Regions from separate parts of the Zea mays genome. Here region 1 is linked to region 2. The links are chromatin contacts, called in public Hi-C maps. All regions are on one chromosome and are shown on one strand. Each heading gives the region's core, a stretch centred on a gene start, on an enhancer-like site or on the middle of the called end of the contact. The rest is flanking DNA. Distances are from core to core; before and after follow the strand shown.

Region 1 (5,179 bases), core at 818-3,317, 220 kb before region 2:
TGATTCACATCCGAGTACCAGCGGTAATAAGTTTGAATAAGTCGATATTAGTTTTTAGTGTGGTATCTAATTAGAGTTGGATTTAAACAAATATGATTTAACATTATCGGTTACCCATCACAGTTATAAATTTATGAACTAAACAACATCTAAATAATAATTCAGAAAGTGAAATTTAGAAAGACTCAACGTTTCAGCCTTCACCATTCTTGGTACACAGCTGAGCATATCTAGTTACTATGCAGTACAGTGCGTTTGGACTTCAATTTCCGGTAGTGCTTGGACTTCAATTCCAGTCCAGAATTCTCCGGCGTTGGAATCCAAGCCGATTATTGCGGTTATTTAATGGAGCAAGTTGCATCAAATTAGGCTGCCACTTGACCAATTCAAGCTCACAGACAATTCCAAATAAACAACTAATTTAGTTTCTCACCTTGAAGTTTTGGAAACAATAAGACATAAAGTAGCAACCAAAAGATGATATTTGGACGTATATTACGGACCTTGTCAAAGCTTCAAAACGTAATAGAGACGTACGCCAGGGCCCTTTCTTCTCCTTACTTTCTTCCCCATGCTTGGCTGATAGTCGCATCATCGTTACTAATAAACCAAGCTAGTGTCAATATGCTGATAATGAATAAATTCAGATGTGCATCCGTGCAGATATATGCTATGCTGAATTATTCTGCTCAATATGAGTGGCATATACCGCGTACGTCTTCTCTCCGTCACGCTCAACATGAGTGGGATTGAAATAAACGATTCAAAGTGTTAAGTGAGTCCCAAATGGAGGTCATCAGGAACGGGAGACGCAGAAGATGACTTTAATGAGTACGTGTTCACGTAACATACATATATTTTATCGAACATTCGAATTCACATATTTATGCATGCTCTAATAAATTTTAAAGGGAAAAACGGTTACCACAAGTCTACAACCAGTTTTGGAAACAATAAGACATCGAGTAGCAACCAACGGTTCAGATTGCTAGATAACCCCTCTCTCCTACTCCAATCAAATGGACAATATTATTTAGATTATCCATCTTTTCATCTCTCCCTCACGTCACTGCCACCCCTCCCCTCACTCGCGCGCCGTTGCCGCCGTGTCAACCCCTTCCCTCACGTTGCTGCCGGTCTGCCGCCATCGACCTCTCCTCTCCGCTTTGTGGGAACTTAGTGTTAGCACAGTCTATATGCATATATAAACAACACTGAATTGCTCTCTGTGTCCACTCCCAAATACATATTTGGTCAAGCCAAATTATAGATGGCAAATAAACACGAGGCCCGCGAGCTCGACACGAAGCCCGTTGTTTGGGCCCGATCCGAGCCCGGCACGACCCGGTTCTATGCGGGTCCGGACCGACCCGAATAAGCGGGTTAAGCTCGGACATGAAACTAGGCATGGCCCGTTTACCTCTAAGCCCGTTTTTTTTGCACTAAACCATGTTTACTGGCTCGCTTAGCCCGTTTTTCGACCCGCTTTTTTCGTGCTAAACGGGGTCGGCCTGGCCCTTTTAGGCCCGCTGCGGACCGGGCTTGGACAGAAAAACAAACCCGCGGGCTTAGATGGCCCGACCCGGTTTTCTAACTGTACCTAGTGGGCCAGGCCCAAAACGGATCGGGCGGCCCGATTGACCACCTCTAAGCCAAATTAAATGGTGTCTGTCCAGACCGTGTTAACTTTCGGAGCAAGGAACTTTATATATATATATCAGTCAAAACACTACTTATATATCGATTAATCAGCAAACCCCGGGCTTATATATCACGTAAGTCCTCAGCAGCGCCTCTTCCATTTGTAAAGCTACCAAGAGTCCAAGGCATTAGCCATCAAGAAGATTATTCAGGAGCGACGCGTTCACTATTTGCACAAGCAACAAGAGCCACTTCATGCATCCTCCGTCTCTCTTCTTCCTCCTCTCAGAGCTCTTGCTCCCGCAGTCCGCACCATTATTTATACTCTGCGCACCCATCTCATGCTCATAGTCATAGCATATATACATATACCTGGCAGCAGCAGAGCACAAAGTATTTCACCACCACCTCCATTCGTCGTACCCATGGCACTCAAGCGCAAGGCGTGTCCCAGCTTGGCCGACGACAATCATTGCCTTGCTACGGCCAACTGCTTTGCGCCAGCGGCGGCCGTGGGAGCGGTGGCGGCAGTGCAGCGGGCACGGAAGCGGTTCGTCGGCGTGCGGCAGCGGCCCTCTGGTCGGTGGGTGGCCGAGATCAAGGACACCATACAGAAGATCCGGGTGTGGCTCGGCACCTTCGACACGGCCGAGGAGGCCGCCCGGGCCTACGACGAGGCCGCCTGCCTCCTCCGCGGCTCCAACACCCGCACCAACTTCTGGCCCCGCGCCGCCGCCGTCCCCGCCGTTGCTGCTGCCATGGCGCCGCCCCACCACCAGCTGGTGGCGCCTGCAGCGCCGTCCGCTCTGCCGTCCAAGGTCACCAACCTCCTCCTCCTCCACCTCAAGAAAGCACGCGGTGCAAGCGCTGTCGGTGTCACACGGGAGGCGCCAGCGCAGCACCACCAGCAAGGCTACGGCGGCGGCGGCGGCGGCGGCCCAGAGGAGTATAGCTTCCAGGTCGACGACTTCCTCAGCTACGACAGCACCAGCGACGAGCACGGCGTCGTCGTGAAGCACGAGGAGGGGTCCACCTGCTCCCAAGAGACGGAGGACGACGGCGACGAGGGGGAGGTGGTGGTGGCCTGCAAGGAGGTCGACGACACCGACGCACCGCTGGACTTTGGGTTCATGGACAAGCGCCCGTCACCAGCTGGCGGTGACGCTGACGGCGCGGCGGGGCTGTATTCGCCGTTCGAAATGGTGGCAGCCGACCTGGGCGACGTCGACGCGGTAGAGATGCAGCCGCTGCCTACTTATGGCAGCGAGGGCGCCGGCGAGCCATCAGCCGCGATCCACGAGGTCATGAAGAGGATGAAGTACGAGAGGAAGATCTCCGCGTCGCTCTACGCGCTCAGCGGGGTGTCGGAGTGCCTCCGCATGCGCGTCGGCGACGGTGACGACCACGCCACTGCTGCAAAGCACGAGCTGGCGCTCTCAGGCCTGAGGGACGCGTGCAGGAGCAAAAGGCAGCAGCAGGAACAAGAGCAAAGACTAGAAGTAAAAGACACGGAAGGTAACGTCGTCGGCCATGAGGAATGCTCCAGCTGCAGCAACAGCTTCTCGTCGGAAGCAACGAGCTCTTCGCCGGAAGCAGCCAACAACCCTCCGCCGCAGGAGGCGAAAGCAGTAGACAGCGACATGCTTCTCTGGAGCTCCCTTGATCTGCCTCCGATCTACTGAAGTTTGTTGTCGTAGACGCACGTTAAGATTTAACCATTATTGAGTATTAGAATTATTGTTTGTGATATTATTTGCCACACGATAGACGTTAGGGTAGATACATCAGATGATCAGAAGGCCCTTTATTTTATGGTCACATAGTTTGGCTTAATATTTCCTATAATCAATTGATCATTTCACAGTGCCAGTAAGTGACGTTTTTACTTCCAGATAATCAATAAGATTCCAATTTAACTATGATTGGCTTAATTATCAACATGGTTACAACAATGTTGCAATGTTCTTACAACAGTTCATATAATCACTATCGGAGACACGTTCTTTACCGCGTGCAAATCTATTTATGAGGGCAAAACATTGGGTACTTGACAAATAAAGAGGTAATTTGTTGAGTGCAGTACTCCACAAAGAAAGGCTCTCGGCAAACATGTGGTTTGCCTAGATCCTAACCATGCTCTCACAAAAAAAGACACTTGACAAAGAGTCTTTTTGTCTAACATTCACTACCGGAATCGTGGGCTTTGACATTCGGCAAAGAGAGCTCGGCGAACAGTACATCAACTTCTTTGCCTTTGCCGAGTGCCAGTCGGTACTCGGCAAAGAAAAGCGGTCGTCACGGCGCCGAGTGACGGAGACGACGCCTTTGCTGAGTGTTCTAGGAGACACTCGGCAAAGAAGTTACCTTTGTCGAGTGTCTCCAGCCTGCACTTGGCAACGGGTCCACCAGCGGAGCCCGACATCAGGTTCTTTGCCGAGTGCCAGGGCCACAGCACTCGGCAAAGAAGCTTTATCGGAGCCCAGGTGTTGCTTCTCTACCGAGTGCTATGATCCTGACACTCGGCAAAGAGGTCCTTTGTCGAGTGTAACACTCGGCAAAGTGACCAGTATACACCTTTTTTATTTGTTTTTCTATTCCATCCAAACAAACAAAAGATATCACATATACAACACAAATATCACATAATCATCACAGATATCACATATACATCACATATCTCACAAAGACCATAAATCAAACATAAGTATCCAACACTCAAGAACATAAGTCTCAAGTTCTCACATAAGTATCCAACACAAACATAAGTATCCAACACAGCATTACCAACAAGTTCTGAAGTCTCAAGTATCTCATAAGTCTGAACACTAAAAACATAAGTCTCATCGAGGTGGGCGGCTGGACTGGTGCGGTGATGGGCTGGGCGATCCATGAGGGTTGTTGGATGCCGCCCCAGATTGTCCCTGCACAGAGAAGAGATTGCATATGTTACATTTGATGCATTACCAACATCTAACTACAATTTTGATACTCACAGTAATATGGAACAGATCAGGGTCAACTGTAGGGAACAATGGAGGTGGTGGAGCGAAACCCTGTGCGATGTCAAGGCTCTGCATGTACGGGAACATCTCCGCCATCCTTGCCTCCATCTCCTGACGTTCCCTCCTATCTGTTTCTAGCTGGGTCTGTAGTATTCCAAGCCAATGTTATAGGAACTCAAAGAGAAGTTATATAACTAAAGGAATGACGAGTTGTAGAAGCACTAACCTTGAGTTGTTGTATGCGATGATGTGAGCTGTCCTACCGAGGTCGTATGGCTGGACTCAAGCCAGTGCTCCTTGCTCGCACCTGAGACAGAGTGGGAGCGGACGACGAGCCGATTGCCCCATCGGCAATTCAGTACCACCCATGTCTTTTGCCTCCTCCGACGTCCGACCCTCATGAGGACATCGGGGTCGATCTGCTCGGTCCTCGGATCGTATTCTGGGCCATGGACCTCCTGTGCCATGGCGGTGTAGTCATGAAGGCGGTTTTAGACGGCAGGGTTGTTGTACGCCACGGGCCCATCATCCGGGTT
Region 2 (5,133 bases), core at 894-3,393:
TCGGACGCGCCGGCGGCGCAGCCCCGCGGCCCGGCGCCCGGCGGCGACAGCGCTGGCGTCAGGCAGAGGTCGAGCTGGTGGCACGACGACTGCAGCAGCAGCCCAGCAGCGGCAGCAGCCGGCGGCGGCGGGCGGTGGTGAGAGGCCGCGGCCGCAGGGACGGCGTTGTTGCTGGAGCCGCCGTTCGCGTTCCTGCGCTTCGTTGTGGACGGCGCGGAGGAGGAGGAGTTCTCGGGCGACGCGGCGGCGGCGGCGGCGGCGACCAGGCCGCCGACGCTGCCGTAGAGCCCGTCCATGTCGCGGTCCGTGAACGCGGCGGGGACGGCGGAGAGCGCGCGCAGCGACTCGCCGCGGAGCACGGCGTCCGCGGCGGCCTGGCACAGGTCCCAGTTGCCCGTCCACATGAGCCCGATGGCGCCGCTCACCGGGTTGATGGTCCGCCCGCAGGCCTCGTACAGCAGGGACCGGAAGAGGGCTGCATTGTATTGTTTGTCCGCACAGTTCCAGCATGGTTACGTTAGTAGGAGTCGCATGCATGGTTCCAAGTCAGAACTTGAAGACGACGATGATGTTATTATTAGTACTGGTGCGCGCTGTTGGTAAATAAAAAATATTACCGCTAACCAAAAAAAGGGGTTGGAATTATAGTAATAGTAGAATTAGATCCCAATAATTATGTAGCATATCTGTGACGGGTGAGTGGGTGACGACCTTTTTCTTTATTTTTGTCCCATGAGAGCGTCGAAAGGCCGCGTAGCTAGCGCCATAAAGAAAACATTTTGGTAGCTGCTGCTGCTGCTGTGTCAATAGGTCATGTTGTTCTCTTCTTCAAGATAATATAAAATTGTTGGTCTATAGATAACATAACCTAAGCTCCTATAGTGGTAAAAAAAACGTCACCTAACTATGGCCCTGTTTGGTACAGCTTATTTTCAGCTTCTTCACAAATTTAAGCAGAAGTTTTGCCAAACAGCTAGCTTCTGCAGTAGCTTATCAGTTCAGCTGCTTCTCAGAATACACTAAAAACAGCCAACAAGCAGAAGCTGCTTTTCACCAGCTTATCAGATAAGCTGCTTTTTCAACAAGCAGTAGCTGTGCCAAACAGGACCTATATCTATTTATCTATCTATGTATACGTGTGAGTAACGATAATCTTGCAACATATAGGGCCGGGCCGGGGTGTAGACGTGTGGTGGACGGCATGCATGCATGCATTAATTACCTGGGCGGTGGTGCAGCGGGACTGCGGCGAGGGAGGCGACGAGGCCGGCGCGGCCGAAGAACTTGGCGACGAAGACGGTGGCGTTGGCCTGCGGCTGCGCGCCGTGGATCCAGTCGATGCTGGGGCGGAGCACGCAGGCGTCGCTGCAGCCCTTGCGCAGGACGCGGCAGCCGTTGCAGCTCATCGATCTGCCCCGCTCTGTCGATCGATCGATCGGCACGCCGTTGCTCGCTAGCTCCTGCAGTCTCGTACGTTTAATGTAGTATAAGCTAACGCGTGCGCGTGCGCCCACCGGCCGGCCGTGCTGTGCTCGATCGAACGTACGGCGATGGAGGCGCACGACCCAGGAGCAGAGCTAGCTAGGCGACGACGATGGCGGCGGCCGAGGTGTGTATGCAGCAGCAGCTGAGAAACCGATGGATAGATGTATGTGAAGGACAGCAGGACAGGTACTAGTAGCTAGCTAGGAGAGAAGGAAGGCTGATGGCTGGTTGCTTATATAGACGAAGCTAGCTGGAGGCTGGAGCAAAGAGCAAGAGGAAGAGGAAGAGGCACCCGCACCAGGAGGCACAATTAAAAGGTTCGATTCGAGGAAGGAGAAATTGGGGGTTGTGCTCCAATGACTTTGGCGGTTGGCGCCTACGTGTTGCCGCAACACCCCACTGTCTGCCCCCCATTGTCGCGTCCCCTACAGGATCCTCCGTGCTCTGATCCCATCTCCCGGCGTCTTGCTGGACCTGCCACGCCATGAGGGGAGAAAGGGTAACACACGGACGCAGCTGCAGAGGATCCGAGCATGTCAGTGCGGCCGTTTTGGCGGGGCTCTGGGCCGCGGAAGGACAGGAGGATGTGAATGGATAGGAACAAAGGCGGAGGAGGAGTGAGCAGAGCAGACGACTCAAGGGCAAGGCAAGGCGCCGGAAAGCGACGCGCGCGGTGCGGGTGGGGCATGGTCCAAAATTGTTTAAAAAATATATATGCAGAGATAGATATGAATAAGATGGGGCCGCCGCCCCTTGGCTGCCTCCAAGGGCTGAGGTCGCTCGCTGGCTGGCGTTGCCATCGCCGCCACCTCAAACCGGCCCCGGCCCCCCGGAGCCACCCTCTCTCTCCCGGCCCTTCACCCCCCCCCCCCCCCCCCCCCCCCCCAGCTCACCTCTGCATCGTACGTATCCTCGCTCCTCGGTCGTTGGCGCCTCCCACCACGTACCTGGCGCGCTCATCACGCACGCCGCAGGTCCTAGTCCTGCTCGCATGCAACTTGCCGGCGGTTGCCTTTCGGCCATCTCGCTGCGTTTTTCTTTTGTTTCTTCCCATCTCATACATATGGAGCCAGCAGCTACTGCTGGTCCTACCAAGCCGCAACTTGCTCGGAGGCTGGCTGGCCAAGACCTCGATCAGCGCCTTCGCATCGAGCGCAGTACGTTGTTAATTCGGTCGGACGGCTCGAGGGTGGGTCAGTGGGTGTGGAACTGTGATGAGAGAGAGAGAGAGCGAGTGGCAGGCGTGCGTGTGTGTGCCGGTGGTGCGGCGTGACGTACGCCGCGGAACGGAACGGAACGGAATCCGTGGCGGCACCGCCTCCTTGCCGCATCAGATTCACATCCTTTTCAGTCCTCGCCGCGCCGCGCGCTCCCGGGTTTAATTTTCCCGGTCCCGGCCCTGGCCTCGGCCACCCTTTCTTTCTTTCTTGCTTGTGGTCTGAATAAAAATATGCACCACACCACACCACACCCCACCCCACCGTCGCAGCGCATGGCTCATCGCCGCCCACCCGTCGACGGCAACCAAGCCAACAAGGCAACGAGAGCTTTACAAGCAGGCCGGCGCGGTCGGGGCTCGGGGGCCACAGAACCGCCCGCGGCCCGCCCGTTCAATCCCGGGAGCTATCGCTGTCTGTCTTGTACAGTTTATTGGAGAGAAAGGCATAAGAATTATGAATACCAGGATAGGATATGATGGGATGCTGCTCTTCGTTATGCATTCGTCCTAAAATATAAGTCATTCTAAAAAAATTGGAGACTCAAAGATTTTTAAAGTTTAAAAGTATAACGGGAATCATAAAGATTTATGCCACAGAATATATATAGTATAAAAAATATATTTAATGGAGAAATCTAATGATATACATTTGATATCTTAAATGTTTACTTCATTGTATAAATTTGGTCAAACTTGAAAATACTTTGACTCGCCAAGAAGCTTGGAACGACTTATACTTTGGGACGGATGGAGTAGTCAATAGGAATAGATGAAATAGATAGAGACGAAACAAATTATTCTTAATGATGGTTTCACGCAGTTTTCCGGTACCTTGAAAACGGGTTGGCATTGTTTCAAGGGCATGTACAACCCTGAGACCATGTTTTAGTTTTCTAGGTATAAGAGACGTTTAACAAATTGTATGGTACAACTCTGAGTCCCTCGATCATAAACGCAGTTAATAAATAATATGTAATGAGAATCGTGTAGAGACAGACTCTTTGCGAAGAGCAAGTCTCTTGCATTTTTTTCAACTAACCCATAGGGACCTCTCAAAAGAACTTGTATTAAATGAGGTTGTACATGCCTTTATATTGATGAAACTAGTTTCAACTATTTCATAATAAATCCAGTGACGTGCCATCAAAAATACAAGAGTTTGACGATGATAACAAGTCCTTGTATTACAATTTGAAAATATTTGGCGCCGCGAGCAATAAAGAAACAAGCAAAAAAGTAAAACAAAAAACACTTGGCTGAGGAAAGCGGCCATACTGACTCTGCTTGGCCCCTAAACCGGTCTGGCCGGTCCTGGTGGTCTCACCCTGGCTAGCCAATGTGCAGACCCCGAGGAAACGAAACCGGTCAGTACGGTTTTCCTGTCTAATCCGAGTCAATTTGGTTTCTAAATTGATTTTTGAGTCTATTTTAACATGGGAAACTTAAAAACATGTTTTGGAGCTGTTTCGTACCAGGATAAAAAAATCACCCCCTCTGTATATATGAGAGGATCATGATCGATTTGAGGATCTTAACTTTCGGTCGTGAAAAACAAATCTACTACATAATTTCACCATATTTCCTCTTATACCTTATTGTATGTCATGTGACTCGACGAGATTCAGCGACGTTCTAGGTGGCTTTGTTGACTCTAGAGCAATCTCTACATGCTCATCCACACCAGGTCTTCTTGACTCTTGAGAGGTATTTAGGATTCTACCACATGAAGAGGAGGCTCAACATCGACCTAACCGACCTCTTGATTGGTTTCATCTATCCACTATATTCTCGTTGGGATCACGGTTGTTTGCAATTGTGGGTGTGCTATCCCTTGCTGAGGTGTGATCTAGTGCATGTTTGTTTCATCTTTTTTCTACGAACTTTTCTGAGAATCTGGTTGCAGGCAAAATCTGGCAGTGGAGAGAATCTGAGTATCGTGGGAATTACGTGCGGAGGAAGATGAATGAGTCCATAGGGTTTAGGATCTATGAAGTGACGGATTTCTCCTATCGTGATGACTCGGCCGATTGTGTGTTCACGTTGATTTTAGACGATTTTCACCAAAATGATTCTTATAGAAGCAGGCTTAAAAGCTGGGTGTTTGACAATACGCATGAGCTTCTAGCAGCCAGAATTAGGAAAAAAAACTAAAACAAACAGGCCCCTAGAATCTATATTGGCACCAACATATGTTTTAGCAAGATTCTATTGGGGAGGAAGAAGAATAAGAACAATATCCAATCTAATAGAGATATGTTGGGTGAGAAGGCTAAGGGGAAAGGGCATCACCTGATCCCTTTAGCCCAAAAAAACATTAACCATCCTACATGAATCAAAGAGCTTCCCAATGAACTTCATCAACGGTTTCAGGCTAAACTCAATGTCGATCTAAAAGCTTTCTTTGAATGTTGCACTAAAGATCGGTGTGA

Evidence for each region. Hi-C and Micro-C count contacts between places; a contact is called where the count stands out from the background.
Region 1: a Hi-C map of leaf shows a contact between it and region 2, with 4 times the contacts expected there. The contact joins the promoter of LOC103645487 here to the promoter of LOC103643744 in region 2. A contact is called at or near these places in 2 of 25 Hi-C or Micro-C datasets (both in leaf).

The regions. Positions count from the first base shown.
Region 1 is chr1:262,005,254-262,010,432 of Zm-B73-REFERENCE-NAM-5.0, reverse strand. It overlaps LOC103645487 (putative AP2/EREBP transcription factor superfamily protein), which reads left to right and starts at 2,067. Exons shown (of 1, transcript XM_008668529.2): 1 at 2,067-3,351. The coding sequence starts at 2,067. The coding sequence ends at 3,323.
Region 2 is chr1:261,786,712-261,791,844 of Zm-B73-REFERENCE-NAM-5.0, reverse strand. LOC103643744 (LOB domain-containing protein 37) reads right to left here and starts at 2,143. Exons shown (of 3, transcript XM_008666920.3): 1 at 1,547-2,143; 2 at 1,223-1,460; 3 at 1-475. The coding sequence starts at 1,406.